Linked DNA regions of Mus musculus: regions 2 and 3 are each linked to region 1. The links are chromatin contacts, called in public promoter capture Hi-C maps. All regions are on one chromosome and are shown on one strand. Each heading gives the region's core, a stretch centred on a gene start, on an enhancer-like site or on the middle of the called end of the contact. The rest is flanking DNA. Distances are from core to core; before and after follow the strand shown.

The links. Capture Hi-C pulls out chosen DNA fragments and counts their contacts.
Region 2: a promoter capture Hi-C map of adipose tissue shows a contact between it and region 1. The contact joins the promoter of Wfdc12 here to the promoter of Sdc4 in region 1. A contact is called at or near these places in 2 of 39 promoter capture datasets (the 3T3-L1 cell line and neutrophils) and 1 of 9 other capture datasets (adipose tissue).
Region 3: a contact with region 1 is called in a promoter capture Hi-C map of liver. The contact joins the promoter of Wfdc10 here to the promoter of Sdc4 in region 1. A contact is called at or near these places in 4 of 39 promoter capture datasets (HPC-7-derived erythroid cells, cranial neural crest, embryonic stem cells and 1 more), 1 of 115 datasets of contacts at active chromatin or transcription factors (embryonic stem cells) and 1 of 9 other capture datasets (liver).

The regions. Positions count from the first base shown.
Region 1 is chr2:164,441,453-164,444,987 of GRCm38.p6, reverse strand. It overlaps Sdc4 (syndecan 4), which reads left to right and starts at 1,800. Exons shown (of 5, transcript NM_011521.2): 1 at 1,800-1,898. The coding sequence starts at 1,824.
Region 2 is chr2:164,188,783-164,192,317 of GRCm38.p6, reverse strand. It overlaps Wfdc12 (WAP four-disulfide core domain 12), which reads left to right and starts at 1,760. Exons shown (of 3, transcript NM_138684.2): 1 at 1,760-1,880; 2 at 2,032-2,182; 3 at 2,635-3,087. The coding sequence starts at 1,799. The coding sequence ends at 2,659. It overlaps A730032A03Rik (a long non-coding RNA gene), which reads right to left. Exons shown (of 4, transcript XR_003954086.1): 3 at 2,006-2,156.
Region 3 is chr2:164,654,097-164,657,631 of GRCm38.p6, reverse strand. Wfdc10 (WAP four-disulfide core domain 10) reads right to left here and starts at 1,586. Exons shown (of 2, transcript NM_001039501.2): 1 at 1,434-1,586; 2 at 264-569. The coding sequence starts at 1,524. The coding sequence ends at 286. Wfdc9 (WAP four-disulfide core domain 9) reads left to right here and starts at 2,666. Exons shown (of 4, transcript NM_001160414.1): 1 at 2,666-2,749.

The sequences.
Region 1 (3,535 bases), core at 551-3,050:
GGTGGGATGAGTTTAAGGCCATCCTGGGCCAACTTAGCCAAATCCATGGAAAGACTGGAAACCATTTGAATTGCGAAACGTTTTCTTTCTATTATTTATTTACTTATTTCTTTACTTTTGAGACAGGTTCTCTCTTATTGCATAGCTCTGGTTGGCCTGGAACCTGAACTATAGAACAAGTTGTCCTCAGCCTCAGAGATCTGGCTGCCTCTCCTATAAAACCATGCCTAATAAGAAAGGATTTCTCCTTGTCATCCTCCTTCCTTTGAGACAGGGTCTCTCTACATAGCCCTGACTCATTGTGTAGACCAGGCTGGTCTTGAATTCAGAAATCTACTGGCACATGTCACCACACCCGGCTTATGAGAAAGAGTTTCTTATTCTAGTTAGAGTGATTCATTTATTTTCTCAGTGCCCAACTTTTAGGGAAGTATATTCAAATAATTGAGAACAATTGCTCACCGTTAAGTCTGGGGCAAGATAAACCCACGGTCAGTATTGGAAAACTGTTTTTCTCTCAAAGCTCTCTGCCACAAGAGACTTTAATTCTCAGAAAATAATTAAGGGCTAGAATAAGGAAAGCCAAGGAATAGAACAGGACAGAGTATGCCCTGCCTGTATTCTTATGGAGGAGGTAGTGCTGAGCTGGGACATAGTGAGTTAGGGTTAGTTTAGGCAATTCAAAGAGGAACAGGGGCGAGGGGTCATATTTACCTTGGAAAGTATGTGAATTCAGAATATCCTAAGACAGGCCAAAATGCCCTAATTCCAAAACCACATTATGTATGCACAAATGTACCCTTAGAACAATGTATCGGTATGTCAAAGATCAAAAGTTTTGATTGATGGTTCTAGCATGCCCCTCCCCCTACTTTTTTAAAGACAGGGTTTCACACTGACACCAGCTGGCTCATTTTAAACTCCGACTGTCCCCTTGCCTCAGTATCTCAAATGCCAGGATGACAGCCCTTCCCTATCACGTGTGTGTGTGTGTGTGTGTCCTTCAGTTTTTCGATTATTGATTCCATCAGTATCTGTGCTGAGGGTGGGACTAAAGAATCTTACCATTACCTACTTTGTTAGGATGGTGTTAGAAGCAACATTCTTGGATCCGGTGTAGAAGCCGCCTTGAGAAATAAGAGAGTCAATTGAGAGGACAAGTCAAAAGAGTAAGACTATTTCGTGACACGTGAGTATTACACACAATTCACACTTCAGTTGATAAATCACACTGTTTAGTGCACAGGCAGGCTCGTTCCTTTGTCTTTCCAGCTGCTTCTGCGCTGGCGCCCTGGGGTTGGAATAATTTCGACAGCAGGCCTGGAAAAACTTGAACCATTTCGTCGTTGTCGGTTCAGAGTTGCTAATCAAAAACTATCCGAATTCAAGCGCCACTTGGGGAATACTCCCTGACAAAGCGGAGCGCATCCGCTTTGAAGACTGGTAAAAACAGCAGACCCCTAGTCAATCCTACCCCGTTTATGGGCCTCAGTTTCCCCAGCTATAAATTGGGGGCTAAGCAGTGATCCTCGGATTTTAGGCAGACTGCCTCGCAGTAGATCGGTTAACTATCATGGGCTGCAGCTCCTGGAGCTACAGATTGAGGTCAGTTTGGAGCCGGCAGGCACGCTGTGGGCGGGTCCCCGGGCGGGTTGGGTCCCACCCCAGTGGTTTCCAGCTTGCCCAGCGCAGCACCCCGCAGGCCTAAGCTTTCCCGGGGGAATTCCGGGCGGTGCGGGCGAGCACTGGGGGCGGGGCAGGGCTGCTGCCTATAAGAAGGGCTGCGCGCCCGCTCCGGGCCACTGGTTTGCGCTGTTGAAGCCATGGCGCCTGCCTGCCTGCTTGCGCCGCTGCTGCTGCTGCTCCTCGGAGGCTTCCCCTTGGTCCCCGGAGAGTCGGTATGTATTTGAAGGATGTCTTGGAGGGGGGAGAATTGGGGGGTGCCTTCTTTGTCCCCTCAAATCCCGGGATCCGGAGGGAGTAGGGTGCATCGCGAACTGTGCTCCCTCCCCCCAACCCCCTCTGGACGCCGAGACAGGGAAAACTTTGTGAGGAAACTTTGCTCTTGGGTCTCGAGAAGGCTGCCGGAGACTCTTCCACGCGCCGTGCACCCCTAGCCTGTTGCTCTGAGCTCTGGACTCAGCCTGGCCTCTGGGCTCCCGGGTGGGACGTGACTAAGTTGGTGTCAACTTTTCTCCTCCCACACCCTCACCCCTACTTTGTGATCCCAGTGCTGGCGCTGCGCGCGGAGTGGCCCTCTGGGTGTCCATAGCAGGAGGCTCGAATCTGAGATGGTCTGGGGACGGGGTGGGCAGCTTGTATTCGGGAGCTGGAACACTTTAGGGCTGTGCGGAGGACCCCGTTTCACAAACCCTGGGGAATGGAGAAGACTGAATCCTGGCCTTCGTTCTGGCCACAGTCTTGGTACGACTGACTTAAGGGGCAAGATCACCTCCTTCTAAGGTCACCTGACCTATCTACAGAACATATCATGAGGTGACCCTTCCTGCTTTAGGCTGTCCAAAAAGTAGGGTTCCTTATTTTTCCAGAGCGGACTTAAAGGATAACTTTCCGATCAGCTCCAGGCTAGAGATTGAGCTTCAACTGTTTTGTGGGAAGTGTTTTGGTTGAAACCGCACACGGGGAAATTGAGGCACCCACCTGAGTGCGGAGAAGGATCTAGAGGAGAAAAGATCCCAGGGAACCTAAAGAAACCTTTCCTTTTCAGGATCAGAGTCAACAAGGATCTAGGGCCGGATCAGCTCAGTCCTAGCAGGCGTTTAGGAGGCAAGGGAATTTACAGGGCATGACAGTTCCTGGGAGAGGGTGGTCTGACCCATGAGCACGGGCCATTTGTACCGTTAGTCTAAGTTTTAGGGGGAGTGAGACTCTGGAGTTTAATCATTAATGTTCTTTTGAAAGCCACCTTTTCTCTGGGCTTATTTAGGGAATAGTTGATTATGTTCAGGAGGCTCGAGATGAGAGTGTATGCACTCTCTAGCACAATTGCAGTTAGGTACGGAACCCATTGCATGCTGGTTTCTGCTCTGATGGCTTCCTGGTGGCTTTGGAATCGAGCGTGTTTAATTTCAGAAAACCTCCCTGTTTACCATTCTTAAACTAGTCCTCAGGCAGAGGTTAAGTAACCTGCTGAAGGTCACACAGCTACCAACCAGCTGAGTCAGGCAGAAGTTAAGACAGACTTGGAAATGCCTGCTTTTATCTTCTCGTCCCTGTGGCTGCTGTTAGGTCCCGTTTTCCCATAATTCCAGACTGGTCTAACATCTATTGATGCTTGGGATTGGAGAGCCTCAAGGTGTATTGTGAGTGGAATGAACGAGAATATGAGGGAATGGCTTTCCACTAAAGGGAAGGCATCTTTGCAGAAAGGTGGTGACTGAGCGAGCCCAGCGTGCCTTCCTGTTGCATTAACCTTAAATGAGCGGCTGAAGGCTATTCTGAAGTCGAGTCCTTCCTTGTGGACATCTGAAGGAATGCTGGCCGAGCAGTGTGAGGAAAAAGGACCTAGGAGATG
Region 2 (3,535 bases), core at 511-3,010, 250 kb after region 1:
AAAGGACTTCCTCAAAAGCACTCTCTTTTCTCATCTCTTCTTTTCATTAACATTTTATTAATTTATTCTCCCCAGTGTCTGGGCTTGTGCAGGACTTTTTTCCATCTGTAGAGCTATCTTGCACCATACGCATAAGCATCACTCTGCCTGTAGGCTCCCCTCCCGAAAGGTCCCCAATCTCAGAGTCCATAAGGGATTCCTATCTCTGAAGGGAGGCAACCCGGAGTCCAAGATGTAAGAGCTGAGTGGGTTGGGAGAGGCACTTCAGGAAATAAAACATAACTCCTATGAATGAAATAGAACCAGCAGATCCATTTTATGAATAAGGAAAGTGAGTTTTAGGAAGGAAGAGCCTTCGGTCACACAACTAGTGACAGGGCCAAGGTCTGCTTCCACCTGTGGTGTGTAGGGGTGATGAAGTGGAAACTTAAGGGCTCTTTGGAGAGTCAGTTATGTTAGATGGTGTTTTGCTGGGGCAAACACATGAAGTGTTTTCCTGAAGTGGCCACAGGTAAAAAGCGGAGGCAGACTCATGTAGAAACATTTCGCTGAAGCAGACACCAGTGAAAGGATGGTCTGCTAAAGCAAGCACGTGAAAGGATATGTGATGGATTCTTCCCTAATGAAACACGGGTATTGGTCCGTCTTACATTGTGTAGTTGACCTGCATTTGCTGGGACTTCCATAGAGAGAAATGCACCAAAAAACTTTTGGTGGTGTGCTGTGGCTTGTTTCAGCTTCTTTCACTTCTGCAGATTCTGGATAATTGGCAGCTTGATGCCAGCTTAGACAGACTCATGTGCTGCGGGGAGACATGTGTGGAGGAAGTATAAAGTAGGCTCGACCAGCAATGGGAGGGAGTTTGGCTTGCTTACATAGCTAAATGCTTGGTGGTCTTGCATCTTTGCTGATCTTTGCTAACCTTTGCTTGGCTGATTGGAACTTCTCCTGGCGTTCCTCCTCGTCCCTCCTGCTGACTTGTGCCGAGGCCGAAGCCTGCCTGTCTCTGCTAGGTAGTCACACTGCTGCTGATTCGTGTTAGCTATCCTGATTCTACCGAACTGGATGGCTGGTGTAGCCATGAAGTGTTTGGGAGTGGATCGAGCCGCTGCTGACTCCTGTGCACTGAACTGCTGATTTCCTGACGGTGCAGATAGGAGTTGCTCCCAAGAACCCTTTCTAAACAGGTCCACTTCCCCCGTATCCTTTCTTTTCCACTACTTCTGGTGGGCAGTGGGCTAGAAAGGAAGTTAAAGTGTTTAAGAACCATCATTAAAAATAGGCTTTAAAAACATTAAAGTAACGGGGTGGCGTGGTTTGGAGCACATAGTGACAGAGCCCTCCTTGGGGTGAGGAAAAAGCTGAGGACCAGTTCAGATATGACAGGAAGAAGTAAGACCTCTGTCTAGGGCGGGCCACCCCGAAAGAGGGCTCAATAGTGAACATCAGATTTGAAGAAAATGGGTCCTGCCACGTGCCGCCAGGCTGTGTGTCCTAGGGTGCCCTTTGTGCAGAGACTTCTTGTGCAAACAGAGGATCTCACAGTTAGGAAATCTTGGAAGGACCCCAAGTCCCTCCCTCAAAATGGTGGCCATTTCTGACAGGGCTTGGAAAGCACAGGCTTCCCCTGTCATCAGCAAACCTTCAGCCCTGCCCATTGCCACGCCCAGCAGAAACAGTAGAAAGCCAGCCTCAGCCTCAGCCTCAGCACCAGCACCAGCACCAGCCTCGGCACCAGCACCAGCACCAGCCTCGGCACCAGCACCAGCACCAGCCTCAGTCTCAGCCTCACAGCAACATGTGGCCAAACAGTATCTTGGTCCTCATGACGCTCCTTATTTCCTCTACTCTGGTAACGGGAGGTGGAGTCAAAGGCGAGGGTAAGTGGGTACAGGCGAGCTGCCTAGAGCTGGGATGGGAACTCCCAGATTATAGGAAGGGATGGAGTGCCCACCCACACACCCCCCCTGCCGATACCACCCCACCCCTTACCCCCACCACTCACCTTGTGCCTTCTTCCACCAAATAAAGAGAAAAGAGTTTGCCCGCCCGACTACGTCCGCTGCATCAGGCAAGATGATCCCCAGTGTTACAGTGACAATGACTGTGGAGATCAGGAGATATGCTGCTTCTGGCAATGTGGCTTCAAATGCGTGCTGCCGGTGAAAGACAACAGTGAAGAGTAAGTAGCTCCCAGTGCTGTGCGCGGCCCTCCCACCTCCCCAGTCTCTGTCTCCTGGAAGCATGGAAGAGCGAGCGATTCTTGGAGTCAAGGGGCAGAGAGACTGGGGTGAGCTTATGGGATCTCAGAGACCAGAGGCCTTGACCGTCTCCTTTGTACAAAGGGGAAGGCGTGACAGGGATGTCAACCAAGCAGAATCAGGTGAAAGCCCCTGGGCTTTCCCTCCTCCCAGGACTGCTCACACAAGTCCCACTCTGTCCTTTCCTCCTCTAAACTTGCTGTCACCTAGCACCTGCCCCGGGGGTCCACAGGCTTAAAGTATGGGAGAAACGGGCAGCCCGTGGGCAACCTGGTCTCCGAGTCCTTGTGTGCAAAAGAAGGAACAGCCTATCCATCCAGCCTGTCCCCAGTGTGAGCATCCCTCTTCAGCGGGTTCTCCTCCTCTTTTGTAGACAGATCCCTCAGAGTAAGGTGTGATATCTCATAAAAATGGCCTCAGAGGACTGCTTCCACCGTGGAAGGACACAGCAAGAAGATACAAAGACCAGAAACCAGGCCTTTCCAGATACTGGATCTCTGGGCACCTTGATCTTGGACTCCCCAACCTCCAGAACTCTGAGAAATAAATGTTGTTTATAGGCCATTCAGTCTATGGTAATTTGTTACAGTGGTCCAAATAGACTAATACAACTTAATAGTTTAAAAAAAAATCCTTGTTCAATATTATGTGTGTGTGTATGTGTGTGTGTGTGTGTGTATGTTTGTTTGTGTGTTTGTGTGTGTATGTATATGTATGTACATATACATGCATGAATAATTCTGGAAATATACATTTTTTTGGAAAAACTATTAAACTTTATTATATGACATTTTTTACAAATCTGAATAAATAGGATAAAATTGTCCATAATACGATTTTTTTAAAAAAAGATATGCCTTTACAGCTGGCCAAAGGTAAAACAAAGTGACTCTGGAGTTGTGAATTATTTATCCCTAAGTGAGACACCTGTATCACACAGCAACCACCACCACCACCAAGCTCAGAGAACATCTAGGAAAAGCCTGGAAGATTGGCACAGATAATGTCTTCTGTGCATGACAGGGCCGCTGTACTCATAAATTCACAGCAACTGTTGTAGCCAGCACAAGACCTGCACAGATCAGTCTAGTCACCCTTAGTAGAGGAGCCATGTCTGTTGACGGCCACTAGAGGGGGCAGAGTCATCGTTCCTCAGTGGTGTGGCCCGTGGTGGGGTGCCAGTGCCCCAGTGGATGGTACTGCACACCCACGGGTGTATGGGCACACTAATTAGATTCAGTGGGTTATTTTTAAGAGAGAGAGGAATTGGGATT
Region 3 (3,535 bases), core at 337-2,836, 210 kb before region 1:
AGATTTTTCTTTTAATTCTCTGCCTGTATGATGCTTAAAGGTTTTTGTGAACCCAAGGCAAGGAATGTTCTCTTTAGCCCTGTGGCATGCTGTACAGGAGATATGTGTTGTGGTAGAGCTGGTTTGGTGTGCTGGAGCCTCCTGGAATTGGAGTGGGTGCACAAGACAACAGGACAAACTAGAGACAAATTACCAACAAGGGGTGGGGGTGGGAACTGGGCCCGAGAGGAGCGCACTGGGCATCAGTGATTATTAAGAGTGTATATGAAGGAGGCAGGTGCTTGTTTATTTAGTAACAGCAGTGGTGAGAGATGACAAGGTAATTCCAGGCAGAATCATATCTCCTTCAAAGCTGGGCGGGGACCCACTCTCTGGGTAGACATAGTCAGAGGGAGGGGTGACAGGCATCTCCCATACGTCTTTATCCAACAGGTTCACGCAAACATTGCCACATGCAGCGGAGCAGCAGATGTTATTTGCTTGGCAGTCTTGGTGGGCTTCACAATGGCGGCTGCACAGATACCGTTTGGGCTTCCCCTCACACTCCTTGATCTCAGTGTGAACTGGTGCTACAAAAAGGGGGACGGTCAGGTAGGTGAGCAGAGTGGCTGCCTGGAGAGAATCCCTCTTGAGCTTAAAGTTCCAGCAGTGTGCTGAACACTCCCGCTGTGCCTGCATTTTCCCAGGCAACTTTTCTGTTTGTGCTCAGTCCTGCTGATCAGTTGTGTTTTAAATCTCATGCCCCGTGATAATCTCACCACCTCCCTATAGCTATTCGTGTCTGGGTCCCCTCTTCCTCTTCCTCATACCTACACCCACGACCAATCTCTCCTAGTAGAAAGAGCCGCAATGGCGCCATCTCTGTGAAATGTGTATTCTTACCCGGCTCATAGAAACCGGAGGTAGTTCACGGACCCTTTCAGCTCCTTAGAATTCTCAGGGTCCGTGAGGCTAACAAATCGGCCTCCAGCCTCTCTGTTTCCTCTGCTGTCTTGCTGTCTAGTGAAGTGTTCTGTCCTCTTCATCATTTACTTTTTACCCACCCCCACCCCCCACCCCAGGTGGCAACTCCATCCCTACCTCTTTCATGATCAATGTTTTGGTTTCTGCACCTATGCCCATTTCTACACCCCTCTTCCCCACTGAACACCTCTGAGAGTTTAAGCCCTCCCAAGTACGAAAGTTTGCCCCCTGGATTTTCAACCATGGGGCCCCTTCCATCACCGTTTGTTTCTGAATCTTTGGAACAAAGGGTGAGAATCGCACGTTCACTGTGCACCTTATCACTGTGTCCGGAACCATAGCTGAGGGGCCGTGGTCACCCAGAGTCAGGACAGTACTGCGGAGCAGAGTATGCAGTCGTATCCCTTCTGGGTCTGTTCTCAGTTGCTCCTTGCCAGCTACCCACAAACCCTACTCATCCAACCACCTACCTTCATATCTCTGCCTTCGCTGGACCCCTCCGTCGGCTAGGGAAAGCAGCAACAGCACACCAAGGAAGAGCAGCAGATTCCTGGACAGCATAACTGCGACCCAGGCGGTGAGCTCAGATCTAGTCTGGATGGCAGACTTTCCCACAGCAGGACGGGGCCTCTCTACTGCCTCTGCTGGCCAAATCAGGGCAGAGCAGTAGCCGTCCTGTTTCTTCCCCTTTTCTTGCCCCTTGCCCTTTTTCTCTGTGGCTTTTCTCATAAACGAGATCTCTTTCAGCCCCCTCTTCGCGCTAACATAATTTCCTCACGATATATATAGTTTAGGGCTCAGGAGATTGAGTAAAGTGTTTGCAGATAAAGCTGACCTGGAGGCAAATGTCTGTGAGCCAGAGCCGGGATTGTTGGTAGAAACAGAAGGCTCTCAGGGTCCTGCCGGGCTGTCTGGAGCTGAAGCTGTGAGTCTTAGGGTTGGTGAGGAATTCTGATGTTTACCTCTAGTGTCCATAAAATAGACTCATTTTTAAAAAGATTTACTCTGTGTGTGTCTGTGTGTGTGTGTGTGTGCGCGCGCGCGCGTGCTCGCCACACGTGACACCAGGACATCAGATCCCCTGGAACTAGCATTATCCACAGTTGGGAACTGAACCCCCGTCCTCTGCGAGAATAGCAGGTGCTCATTACCACCGAGCCGCCTTTCCAGCCTCGATCCTGGTTCGCTATTATCTCAGTTTCCCCGGGCACGCCACACAGAGTCTCGTTTTGGCTCAGACCCATCTTCTGCCCTTTTTATTTAATCCTGTAACCGTCTCCCAAGATGCCTTTCCGTCAGTGATTTCACTTATGTCACACACACACCATCATGTATGTCCTAATTCACGATGTTCTGCAAGATGCTCAAGGCTGAGCAAGGTGGGGCTGTGGGCAGCAGGCAAGGAAGGGATGAGCAGGGATTGAGGAGTGCCCAGGAGATGGTTACAGTCTGCACATCCAGATCCATCCGCAGCACCGTAAAGACTCTGAAATTTTGTTCCTGGCTTTTTAAAATATCTTTTCTTTATCCTCTGACAACCTCATACCTGTGTATAATGTGTATTGATCCTATCCGTTCTCAACCTTCTCCACCCACTGCCTCTGAATTCTCAGTCCCCAATATGCCCACCTTCATGCCCCACACCCCCATCTCTGCATACCAGAGGACCTACATATCTCCGGCTTGGCCCCACCTCTTAAAGGTTATATCCCTCTTACTATTGTTACTCTGGGGACCACGGCTCCAGCACAGGAACCTTTGGGGAACAGACTACAAACCACAGCAGGTACCATTTTCCTCCTCATCAGTTTCCCCTCAGTGTGTTCCCACACTGTCACACTGGGGCTTCCAAACCCCGAGCTCTGTCTTTGTACGGTTCGTCCTCCTTGGCCAAGTGTGTGCAGTCTTAGCATATACTGTGCAGAGCACCAGTGTACACACACACACACACACACACACACACACACACACACACCTGTAATCCTGTAGGCCAAGTTGAGAGGAGTCTGCTCTTTGAGAGTGCTAGACCTCTTTGTGTGTGTGTGTGTGTGTGTGTGTATCTGTGTGTGTGTGTGTATCTGTATGTGTGTGTATCTGTGTGTGTGTATCTGTGTGTGTGTGTGTGTGTGTGTGTGTGTAACAGAAGAGGACATTGGGTACCCTTCTCTGTCACTCCCTACCTCATCCCCTTGAGATAGAGTCTTTCACTGAACTTGGAGATTGCCATTTTTCATCCTGCCTATGTGGCTAATGCTCCCTTTTCCCATCTGCCTTTAACACTGGGGCTACAGGTCTATGTGGCACTGCTAGGGTTTTTTTTAAATGTGAGTGCTGGAATCTGAACTCAGGTCCCACGTTTGCCCAGCAGTCTCTCTTACCCCTGTGTCACCTCTCCAGCTCCTACTGTCCTTCTCTCAGGCATTTGGTGAACACATTTCTCCATCCACCAAGCAACGATTCTGTGGCAAGATCCCGACTGTAGGGTTGATCCCTCTGTTTCCTTCCTTGTTTGCTAGAGGGCCATTTAGCTTTTATAAACACCTTCCCTATCCAGTTTCTTTACCTCTGTGAA